Linked DNA regions of Sus scrofa: region 2 is linked to region 1. The links are chromatin contacts, called in public HiChIP or PLAC-seq maps. All regions are on one chromosome and are shown on one strand. The core of a region is the stretch at or near the end of the contact, and the rest is flanking DNA. Distances in the headings are between cores, read along the strand shown.

What was found. HiChIP or PLAC-seq counts read pairs in DNA pulled down with a chosen protein or histone mark.
Region 2: a contact with region 1 is called in an H3K27ac HiChIP or PLAC-seq map of skeletal muscle. The contact joins two enhancer-like sites. A contact is called at or near these places in 3 of 47 Hi-C or Micro-C datasets (psoas muscle and skeletal muscle) and 1 of 2 datasets of contacts at active chromatin or transcription factors (skeletal muscle).

The regions. Positions count from the first base shown.
Region 1 is chr1:30,243,441-30,248,762 of Sscrofa11.1, forward strand. No RefSeq gene overlaps it. Among named protein-coding and RNA genes, the nearest start is that of TCF21, 270 kb to the left of the region's middle. Within about 2 kb of position 3,056, at least 10 of the 83 cell types and tissues checked have an H3K27ac peak or open chromatin away from gene starts, as enhancers often do. A contact at or near this core is called in skeletal muscle, where this site is marked.
Region 2 is chr1:30,344,283-30,349,421 of Sscrofa11.1, forward strand. All of the region lies in intron 3 of EYA4 (eyes absent homolog 4), which reads right to left. Among named protein-coding and RNA genes, the nearest start is that of EYA4, 230 kb to the right of the region's middle. Within about 2 kb of position 3,124, at least 1 of the 83 cell types and tissues checked has an H3K27ac peak or open chromatin away from gene starts, as enhancers often do. A contact at or near this core is called in skeletal muscle, where this site is marked.

The DNA.
Region 1 (5,322 bases), core at 1,806-4,305:
CAAAATCCTCGGGAGTTCTTGCCAGGAGTTACTTCCTAGCCCTCACCATCCATCGACTGAATCAGAATCACTGAGTTGGGGGCTTCAGGACTCTGGATTTTCATGAGATTCTTGGGTAAACTTTGGGGGCACTAAATTTTGAGAACTGTTTATCCAGGATCTTAAGAGACTTTCAGATGCCTGCTTATAATGGAATGCCTTGGAGAGCTGTGGGGTGCAGTGGGTTCCAACAATGCCTTCCGTTAAACCTTTATGCAGGATTGCCCAAATGTTGCTGGTTGTCCTTACTACGTATCTATCTACCACCAGCATGACAAATCTTTCAGGGGCGATCATCCGAGTCTTTTATTTCCTTTATATTTTCATCAGTGGCAATAGCAATATGACTGCATAAACAAGACATACAGTCTTGTGAAACTAAACACAAAACAAGGCATGCAATAAGTAGAACAAACCCCCCTCCAGTTTCTTTGAATTTATTAAGTTACACTTAAAGGAATACCCCACTGGCATTCACTTGGATACACAATAAATCCTCCCGGATTGCCTAATTTCACTGAAGCCCACAAGGACATGGCAAGGTTGATGAGAGGGCTTAACTGGCTATTGGCAAAGTTCTGTTCAAAGGACAGTGCTTATGAACTGAGCTGAAACCTGGGGTGATCCAGAAGGCGGCTGAGGGCTAGAAAAGATCTTGGAATGTACTAAGTGTTCAATAAATGCCTGCTGCGTGAAAATGAGAATTACGATTACAATGCTTCTCCTTCCCACAGATTTGTAGCCTCCTCCACATCTCTATGCAGTTATTTTATTCTTATTCTCCCGCAGACTTGCCCTAATGATCAGAGCCTAACAAATAACAGTAATGCTTCATTTGAAAACACCCAGGGGTGTTAATTAAGACAAAGGGTTACAATGATTTTTATCAGACATTACTTGCTACCGTTTAGAAAACTGCAAGCATCAGCTCTAAGCAGAAACTCTAAGGCAATGAAGTTTGAAAGAAAATCAAAATGTCCAAACCTCTTCCAACAACTGTCCCGAGAACTTTCACCATTTCTTCTTTCTGCCCATAATCACTGGCAAATATGTTAGTTGCAAAAGAACATCTCACATGTGTTATCACATGCTGTTCTACTGCCTCCCTCTATTTAGAATGCTAGCTTGGTGAAGACAGGCACTAAAAATATACTTAATACTCTTTATAGGCACAAATAGGTTGCAGGGTTTATGCAGCTTGTAGGCCGTTAAATACCTAAATACCGGAATGAATGACAGCCAGGATCCTGGCGGAAAAAAAAAAAAAGTAGCCAGGAAACTGTGCTCATGCCAAGAAGGGGCTGCTGGATGGTAAGGAAGATGCCTTAGGGAGGGACCAGTGGTAAGTTCTTGCTCAAAAAATGATTCAGAGCCAAATTCTTACTTATTCCCAAAGACTAGCCTGACTCGAGACATGCTGTTCTTGGGAAAAAAGAAAGAAAGAAAAAAGAAACTCTAAATGGAAGCAAACAGATTTGAGACAAAAGTATTTACACACATTCATCCAGCCTCTCAGTTCCCCCCGTGCCTGCTGCAAGCGAATGCCCCTTCCCGTCCTTCCTGTTGGGGAACAGGTGTCTCCTGCCAATTAGGATTTAAAAATCAACAGGGGCTTCTTAAGAGAATGATGACAAGTCTAATTGCAAGAAGCAGCTGTAGAGCCCTTGGCTTCACTGGGGCAGGCTTTATTAATCCCCGTTTTGCTGGGTGCCTGGCACCAAGCTGGGGTCAGCTCCCCTGTCACGGGGTCGAAGCTGTAAAATGTAGGGCGAGGATGTAATGACCCAAGCTCAGCAGGAGGGGTGACAGTGCCCTGCACAGATCCTGGGAGCTGGGCAGGTACAAGTCAAGTGGACACAGAGGCACTGTCAACAGCAGCCTCAGCTCAAAGGGTCGCCACTGCTCCAGAACGTGATCTGTGTGTTTACATGACGCCCTGCGTGTTATTCAATATACCATTCTTACTGGCCTGTTGTCAGGACCCCACCTCTCATCCAGGCTAAGAATCTGGAACTTCTTAGAAGTGTGGCTTCAAAATGGTTAGTGACATTTGCTTCTGTAAACACACGTATTCTTCTATTACATAATTGTTCATTTGAAGAGACCAAAAAAGGACAGTCGGGTGGTACAATGTAGTACGGAATTGGCAAAGCAAAGCAATCAGCAAATAAAGCATCTGTCCACTCAGCAGCAGAAATTTTGTAAATAAGTTAAATACATTAAAAATATTAACTGCAAAGAGCTTTCTCTCTCTCTCTCTCTCTCTCTCTCTCTCTCTCTCTCTCTCTCTCTCTCTCTCTCTCTTTTGGCTGTACCCGTGGTATGTGGAAATTCCAGGGCCAGGGATCAAACCCTGGCCACAGCAGTGACAACCTGGGATCCTTAACCTGCTGAACCGCCAAGGAACTCCTGAAAGAGCTAAGATTTCTTAGTGACAGAGGTTTCATCGATTTTCTAGGACCCCTCAATGTGTGTGTTTTCCAGGCAGCCTCTATGTGGATACAGAGACTGTCCACTCACATATATGCTTAAATATCCCTGCCCCAGGAAGCCCTCCTCACTCAATCCTTTTCTCTGCTTCCATAGCACCTTTCTCAGTCACACACACTTGCTCATCTTTTTTTCTTATTTGCCTGTATATCTGGTTCATTCATTACGAAAGGGCAACTTTTTAAGGGTAAATGTTTGTTTTAATCGTCTTTGTATCCTTATCATCTAACCTAGGACCTGCCATATAGTAAGAACTCAATAAATATTTCTTTAAACTCCTATCTCCCTAACCAGGAGGTGGGAAATCTTTCTGCCAAAGCATTGCTAACAACTGCCAAGGCAAACATAATGCAATCATGTGGTTCTGTTGCCATCTAAGAAGTCATTCCTTTAAAATGACAGCGAAGACAGGAAAGTCCAAGAAACATTCCTCCGGAAACACATGCAAACATTAATTCTGGAATGCCTTGGCATTCTCTCGTAAGAATAGCTCAGTGAGAGCCCAGCAGAGACGAAAATGAAACCAGAGACTAACACTTGCTCATAGAAACTTACGGACCTTAATATAGGCAGTGCCAAGAGGTCAGGGTCAAGTGGATTAATAGGATGAAGAGTTCTCAGTAGGAAAATTCTACAAGTCCTATGAACACATTAAAGTTTGCTGCAGAAACTAGTCCATATACCAATGAAATCCTTTTTAAACTAACATTTACTGGAATATTACTCTGTATTATGATTTTTTCCTGACCAAAAGAATTGAAAGAGAATGAGATTTTGCCGTTGTCTTAAGTTGATTCCAGTAGGGGAGTAAAGCACTGTCCAAGGAGGCATTAAAACACTGCTTTATCAGAAGAATAAATTGCAAAGCCTAAGAGGGTGCTTTCAGTATGAGAGCGATTTTGCCATGTGCAAAAGACAAAAGGGAGTTTTAGGAAGAGAAGTTAATTAGCAAGAGCAATGAGAGTACAGAGGGCTTAAGGAAGAGCAAGCGAGTCCATGTGAAACCCAGAGTCCGAATGGGCAGAGAGGAGGGTGAATTTGGTAGCACTGATGCCACTTGGTCTCAAGAGATCCTGGGGTCGTTTAAAACAGACTTTCAAAGAGCAGAGAGAGACAAACTTAGTTCTGTTCTTTGTCACCCTGGGGACTGGCCCATAGAGGATGCGTTAGAAGGGTGGGGTTCAACTTTTGGTAATAATTTATTGTTAATCATCTTGGCAAAAAGAGGATGAAGTCTGGAGGGGTAGGGCCAAAGGAGTGAGGTGAGAACAAAGATTTAAACAACATTTCAGAAATAGCGTTGCTCAGCCTGGAGAAGGGGGGAGAGAAGGAAGGGTTGGTACCAGGTCCAAGGCTTGCAGTTTGGAGAATGAGGTGGACAGTTATGGCATAAACAAAGACAGCGAATCCAAACTGCACATTGGACAGATTACGTGCAATCTGCAAGTCAAGGTAGACTTGTAAAAGGCAGGCTGATTTTACATAGAAGTCTGCATCTATACTTAATAAAGAAAGTTTCTTGGAGTTCCCATTGTGACTCAGGGGGTTAAGAACCCAATGTAATATCTGTGAGGTTGCGGGTTCCATCCCTGGCTTTGTTCAGTGGGTTAAAGATCTGTCATTGCCATGAGTTGCAGGGTAAGTTGCAGATGCTCTTCAGATCCAGCATTGCTGCGGTTGTGGCGGAGGCCTGCAGCTACAGCTCCAATGAGACTCCTATCCCAGGAATTTCCATATGCTGCAGGTATGGTCATTAAAAAAAAAAAAAAAAAAAAGGAAAAAAAAATAATGTTTCTTAAATAAAATATTTTAACAGAATGGGTCATCATGTAAAAAATCTGGACAAAGTGATAAAGCTAAAGGGTCATAATTTCAAATAATGGATATGTACGTGGTAAAAGAAGGAGATCCCTACATTGGATCTGCAAAATACTAAACTGAATTTATTACTTGGTTAAGTAAGAGAGAGCTCAGCTAGTCATACTGAGCAAAAAAAGATCTAACAAAGATTTTGGAAAAGAACTTGTCTTGAGTGGTATTACTTACAGAGACAAGGGAAGGTTGCCCCTGTCTTGGAAGCAGTTTTGTGTTGGTGACAGGGACAAGAGTGGGTTGATTTCAGCCTTACAAGCATGTCCACTGGAGAGATTGTGTGTGTGTGTGTGTGTGTGTTCGCACACGCGCGTACCGCCCAATGGCTGGCTTTGAAAATGCAAGGCTGTCGTTGATTGGTTGGTTTTCAGAGTTGCTTCATTGCAGCAAGTCCTTGTTAATTGCTTAGGTAAGTTTAAAATCACTTGCGGTGTTTGGTTGTTACCATGCCCTTTAACTGAACTGTATTGATTAAGAAAGTTTAAAATGGTTTCTATTTAAAGACTAGACTGCTTAGCAAAGCTTTAGAACTTTCAGGCTTTTCTGGGAACTTGTTTTTCTTTAATTACCCTCAATAGATATAAAACGAATGCAGTAATGACCTGATAGTCTATTTCACTGCACTACTACTCTGAATATCTTAAAATAAAAAAGCACCTCCATTTTTGACACTTCTCGTAGAAATTACTATTTATCTTTACAAGCAAAGGTTTCCTATATTGACAAGTGTTTTGGATTTATGGTATCTTACCAATTAATCTACCATTATTTGGCTAACACCTAACATATCCTTTCACTTGGCTTGTATTTATAATGTTATGCATTGTTTCGCTCAGTGGAGAAGATTCCAAATTCAGCACTGGAGTGAGACAGTTGAAACTTAGAATCATTCCTTATTGAACTTGGGGCTACGTATGTCTG
Region 2 (5,139 bases), core at 1,874-4,373, 100 kb after region 1:
AGGTTCTATCACATATTGTATGTTCCCATTTTTAAAAGAGATGTTAATTCTTCCACACTGTTAAACCACTATGAGGAATGTATACCCCTCCAATAAAATACTTCGACTGATTTTCAAAAATCACTAAACTAGATATAAGCCTCTATTCTGTCAAATCTCCATTACCATATTTAAAGGGGACTCTTTTCCTTCCAGGATGTCATTTTCCACTCTTTTTATGAAGCAGTCCTTATGTCATAAGGCCACGTGAATACTAGCATCTATCTGGATGACATAAAAAGCGAACTTATCCTTGAACACAAGAAGTCTTCTAAAAAAAGAACAGAAAGAAAACTTGCAGGTGACATGCAGCTATTTCCTTGGTTCTTGTCTGCATTCTTCTGCAGCATAGATGGGATTTATTTCTAGCAGATTTAAATATCCTCTTCAGACCCAAGGGAGAGCCTGCTTTATATGTGTGCACCTAGACTCTACTGTAGCTCAGAAACCATGATCCCCTCTGCACAGAGCCTGGTAATGAGTCAGAGCCTGTTTATGTACCGGCTAAGATTCCATCAATTCTTCATGACCCAAGAAATGCAAAAGCATCCTAGACTTTCAAAGGCATTCACTCTCATGCCAGCTTTTCTCTGCATAAAATGGACTGTATGTCTGCAGGGCTTTATGCCCCATGCTCTCAGAGTCCACCTAAATAGCCAATTCTCACGTTGACCAGCAGAATGCATTTAAGGGCAAGAGTTCAGGTATTTGCTTTGCTCATAACTTCCTTTTCTGTGTAATATAAGCCTCTTCATTCTCCTTAGCTGGAAAATAAGAAGAACAAAACCAGCTTCCACTTAAATAATTTGAGTGGAGGCTGAACTAGGGCAGGATTATTTTGTTTCATTCATTGTTTTGCCCTCTACACTTAAAACTGTGCAGAGTACTTAGTGAGTGCTAAGGATGAATAATAAAATAGGCATAGGACAAATGCTGATGAAAGTGATTTGAGTTACTTGGAGTCATGTGTTCTCTAGATTAGCAAATACTGCTTGAGCATCTAGGGGCATTTCTAGGAATCGGTGAAGTATCTTCTGAGAGCCTGGAGGCTGGCAAGAGAGCAAGGTGGAGAGTGAGGGGGATTAGCTCTCTGATGTCTATGTGTGTGGAAGGTTTCACGGTTGCATGTGCAGTGTTAGGTCTCCAAATGAGTGTGTGTGTGTGTGTGTGTGTGTGTGTGTACATGAGAGAGTAGGGAAGAAGATGTTCTGTGTGGATATAGAAAACCACTGTGCAAGAAAAAATATAATAAAGTGATTTGGTCGACAAAGAGTAGATGAAAGTCATGGGCATGTCCCTACTGGGTATCAATTCCCATTTTCCAGAAAAAAAGCACACAGGTCCACTTTAAGCCAACATATTTCAGATTAGGAGCCAAGGAGCCCTTGTCCCTGCTGCAGCTCTAAGCCAGTGTTCTCTCCTGGCAGTTAGGCTGGGAGATGCGGATGCTCTCTGTTGCACAGTGTCTATGTCATTGATTGGGTAGACAGGCCCTCACTAGCCCATTTCAGCAGACAAGGTCCGAGCTGGGTTCTGCTGCAGAGAAAAGGAAATACTGAAGGAAGAAGACCTCTAATAACAAGGATCAGGGAAGTGGGCCGTGAATAATGGGAGCTGTTCTTACCATCTGCCGGTGACCTCATGCCTGTCCCCAAGCCAGTCTGGATGCTTGCAGTGTAAGTGACCCGTCTGCCAGAGTGACCTCAGGCCCTGGAGTAACAGCAAATAAAGCCATGGACACGCTGTTCTCTGGACACTTTTGCGGTCCTTCCTTTCCAGGGCTTCCTTACAGCTCCAGACTTGAGACCTGCAGCTCTGGCCCTCTCCTCACAATGACTCTAACAGATATCCCCACAAAACATGCTCTCCCCACCCAAGAAATGTGAGTAAGTATTTTAAAAATGTACCTTTGAAGCATTTCTCTAATTTTAGATTTTCAAAGCTTCCCCCTGCTTTACTTCGAAAACAGAAGGGAAAAAGCCCAATGAGTTCATTATTTGAATAGTACTGGACTCAAGTTTCTGCCAGATCAGTTACAAACCTTGGTTAATGAAGCAGGAAATTATTCTCTCTAGCAAGCAGAAGAATAAAGCCATAATGCCACGATCAAAACATCTAACGTGATTAGTTATACCAAGAAATATATAGATTCTTTCTAAGGAAAAAACTGCCAATAACGATCAAACATACTACTGGATGAATGACTGAGGGTCAGTCAATGCTAGAATGTTGAATGAGCAAATGAATGTTTAAAAGAGCAAAGCATTGGCATAATATGCAAAGTAACGATGGCTTCCTATGAAAATGATGGGATTTGGGGGTCTGAAGGGATACTCAATGTCCTTGAATGCAAAAATACCACTTCATGAGCAAGACTATGAATCCAGTGTTAAGGGCTTGTACTACAGACTGAAACCTGGGTTTTAAACTCCATCTTACCAGTCTTTGGACTTAAGGTTCAAAATGGAGTTAATGATACCCACCAGTGGGGGACTGAGTAAATTAAATAAGATCACACATGCAAATTCCACAGAATTTGGCACATAATGCATCTTAATAAACGTTGGTTTTTACCACAATCACTTTTGCAACATTGTCAATACCTGTCTGATTTGTCTGTGTGAAAATCTGCAGTATCAGGGAAATCATTAAGAAGCAGTTCATTTCATTTTCAGCCCACTCTTTTTATCAGAAAGTCTTCTCCTCCATGGTTTCTGCAACTTTGGACCCAAAAGCAATTTAACCCACTGACATGGGTCAAGTCTAAATTTTCTTTCCCATAACTGCCCTTCAAACATCAAAGAGGAATGTCCCAACTCGGAGTCCATAAAGGTATAAAATGTAGCAAGAATATCACAACTGTCACTCTGATCCGTCAATATAGTTGAAAAGGACGCTAGCTTTGCTATCAGACACTTTACAGTATGAACAAATGCTGAAACCTAGCCAACCAAACCCCTGTGATCTGTCCCGTGTGATGCTTTAGAGCCTTGTTTTTTCTCAGCCACAACACTTGCAGTTGGTATCTGGAACAGCTTTCCACGTGTTCCTCTTAAATGCTATCTTGTTGGACTGTGTCCAGTTTCAGCTCATCCTGTTCGAGTCTGACTCTGCTGCTCAGTATATTCCTGGTGCCATGACACCCAGAAACATTCTTGGCATGCATGCATGGCCAAATCACAATAAACATGAGGAACAGGCCAATGTCAAGAACAGGTCTTGAAGAAGGCACCAGCATTATAGCTCTAGATCTTTATCACTGGGAAATAGTCATTGAGCTAATAGCAGTACTATCTTTCAATCTCTATTTTTTTACCTTTTCCTCAGAAATATATCAAGATCCTTTGAGACTCATGTTGTTTAATCCTGTATGTACTAAGAATATAATGCATGCCTTTGTTTTTTCCGGTATTGCTGTCATGAAAAGTCTGTGGATACTCTGGTATGGCTTTTGCTTAGAGAACTTATGCTGGATTTTCATGATCACAGCCCTCTTTCTAATTACTTACATTTAGTCATCTAAGGAGATCATGCGATTTTTTTTTTTGAGATGCTTTTAGAATGTAATTTTAGAATCAACAGTTCACAAAAAGGTCACTGGTCTAAAGTTTATAAGGTCATATGAAGAAACAATGAAAAAAATGATTTCCCTTGAGCAAATCTGATGCTAAACTACACATAACACTGGACTGGGGATCAGGAACATGAATCTAAGTCTGTGATCTACTACCTAGGAAAAGTTAATGGGGGTGTGTGTGTATGGATGGTTTTCCAAATAATGTCTCAGGTTTACAGGGCTCTCTAAATAACCCTGCAAGTCTTCCACAGACAGGCATCCTGTACTCTTTTCCTTTCGATGCCAAGACATTCTGTATCTTTATGAGGTTACTCAACCCATTCACTTTGAACGCAAGGAAGTTAGCACCTGCCACGGGGGATCAGAATGTGAAATGTGAGGAGGGAGCCCTGTGATAAGTGCCTGACCTTAGCAAACAAAAATAAAACCTCTAAGAAAACGATGAAGAAAATGCAGTACTATACCAATATACCAACCAGACTTCTGTGAAGCTCGTACTACAAGCAATTAAATTTCCACTCCACAGGAAGCTGAGGTTGAGGCTCTGTGTGAGTCACAGAACAGCCATGCCAGGGGATGTTAGGAAACTCCCCACTGCCCCATCCTTATGACCCCATAACATGATAGTCCCCATTAAAAAAAAAAAGTCAACCAGCCGTCTTAGGGATGGGAGCCTGGGGCCCATTTCTCATCTGACGTAATACTTCACGGAGCAGGTCCAAACACAATGCGGGGCCCTTGAAATCAGCAGGAGCTCAGCACTCTGATCCATGCCAAAGAGCAAGATGAGAAATGGGGCTGGTATAAATATTCATTGGGAAGTTACGGCCAACCTCCTTGTGCTGTGTGTTCAGTGCAACTCAAAACTGCCCCACCTGGTCCCTTCTGGCTCCCTCATGTCTACCAGGGGCTGGCAGCTGGAAGGCAGGCTGAGCCTTAGAGATCTTTTAATTTGCGCAGCACCAGAGGGGCAGGCGGGAGGGATGACACTGCATATGCTGGGATTCAATTACAGGGCTGTCTTTTTCCCAGGTGGGAGGTAACAGTGACTAGAGAATTCAATGCTTCATCTGTTAAGGTCCCTTAGGAAAGGACTGGTGGTTTGCAAAAGCTGTGGGGCAGTGGGGGTGGAAGAATGCTCCATGGTCAGCCCTTGGGACAAAAAGCTTGGCAAAAAAATATTAAGCAAATTGAAGAGTGTTTTGTAGGCTCGTGTACAATCTTTTCTTTTCTCTTTTCCAAAGCGAAATCATTCTGTAACTTCTGCCTGGCAAATATGGGTGGCTGCACCTAAATTCAGAAGTAAGTTGCTGGTACCCTATAAAATGCAGGATGAGAGAAGCTTTGAGGTCATTGTCCCATGAGTCTCACTGCCAAAATATTTTTAAACATTGCATGAAGTTAGATGTGTTCTAACCATGAACATTCGAGGGGAACACACGATGTTCTGAACTTAAAAGCATTGAATGGTACCGAAAAGCTTGACAAAAATACCTACAATGTAATTCTCCCTCTACAGTAAA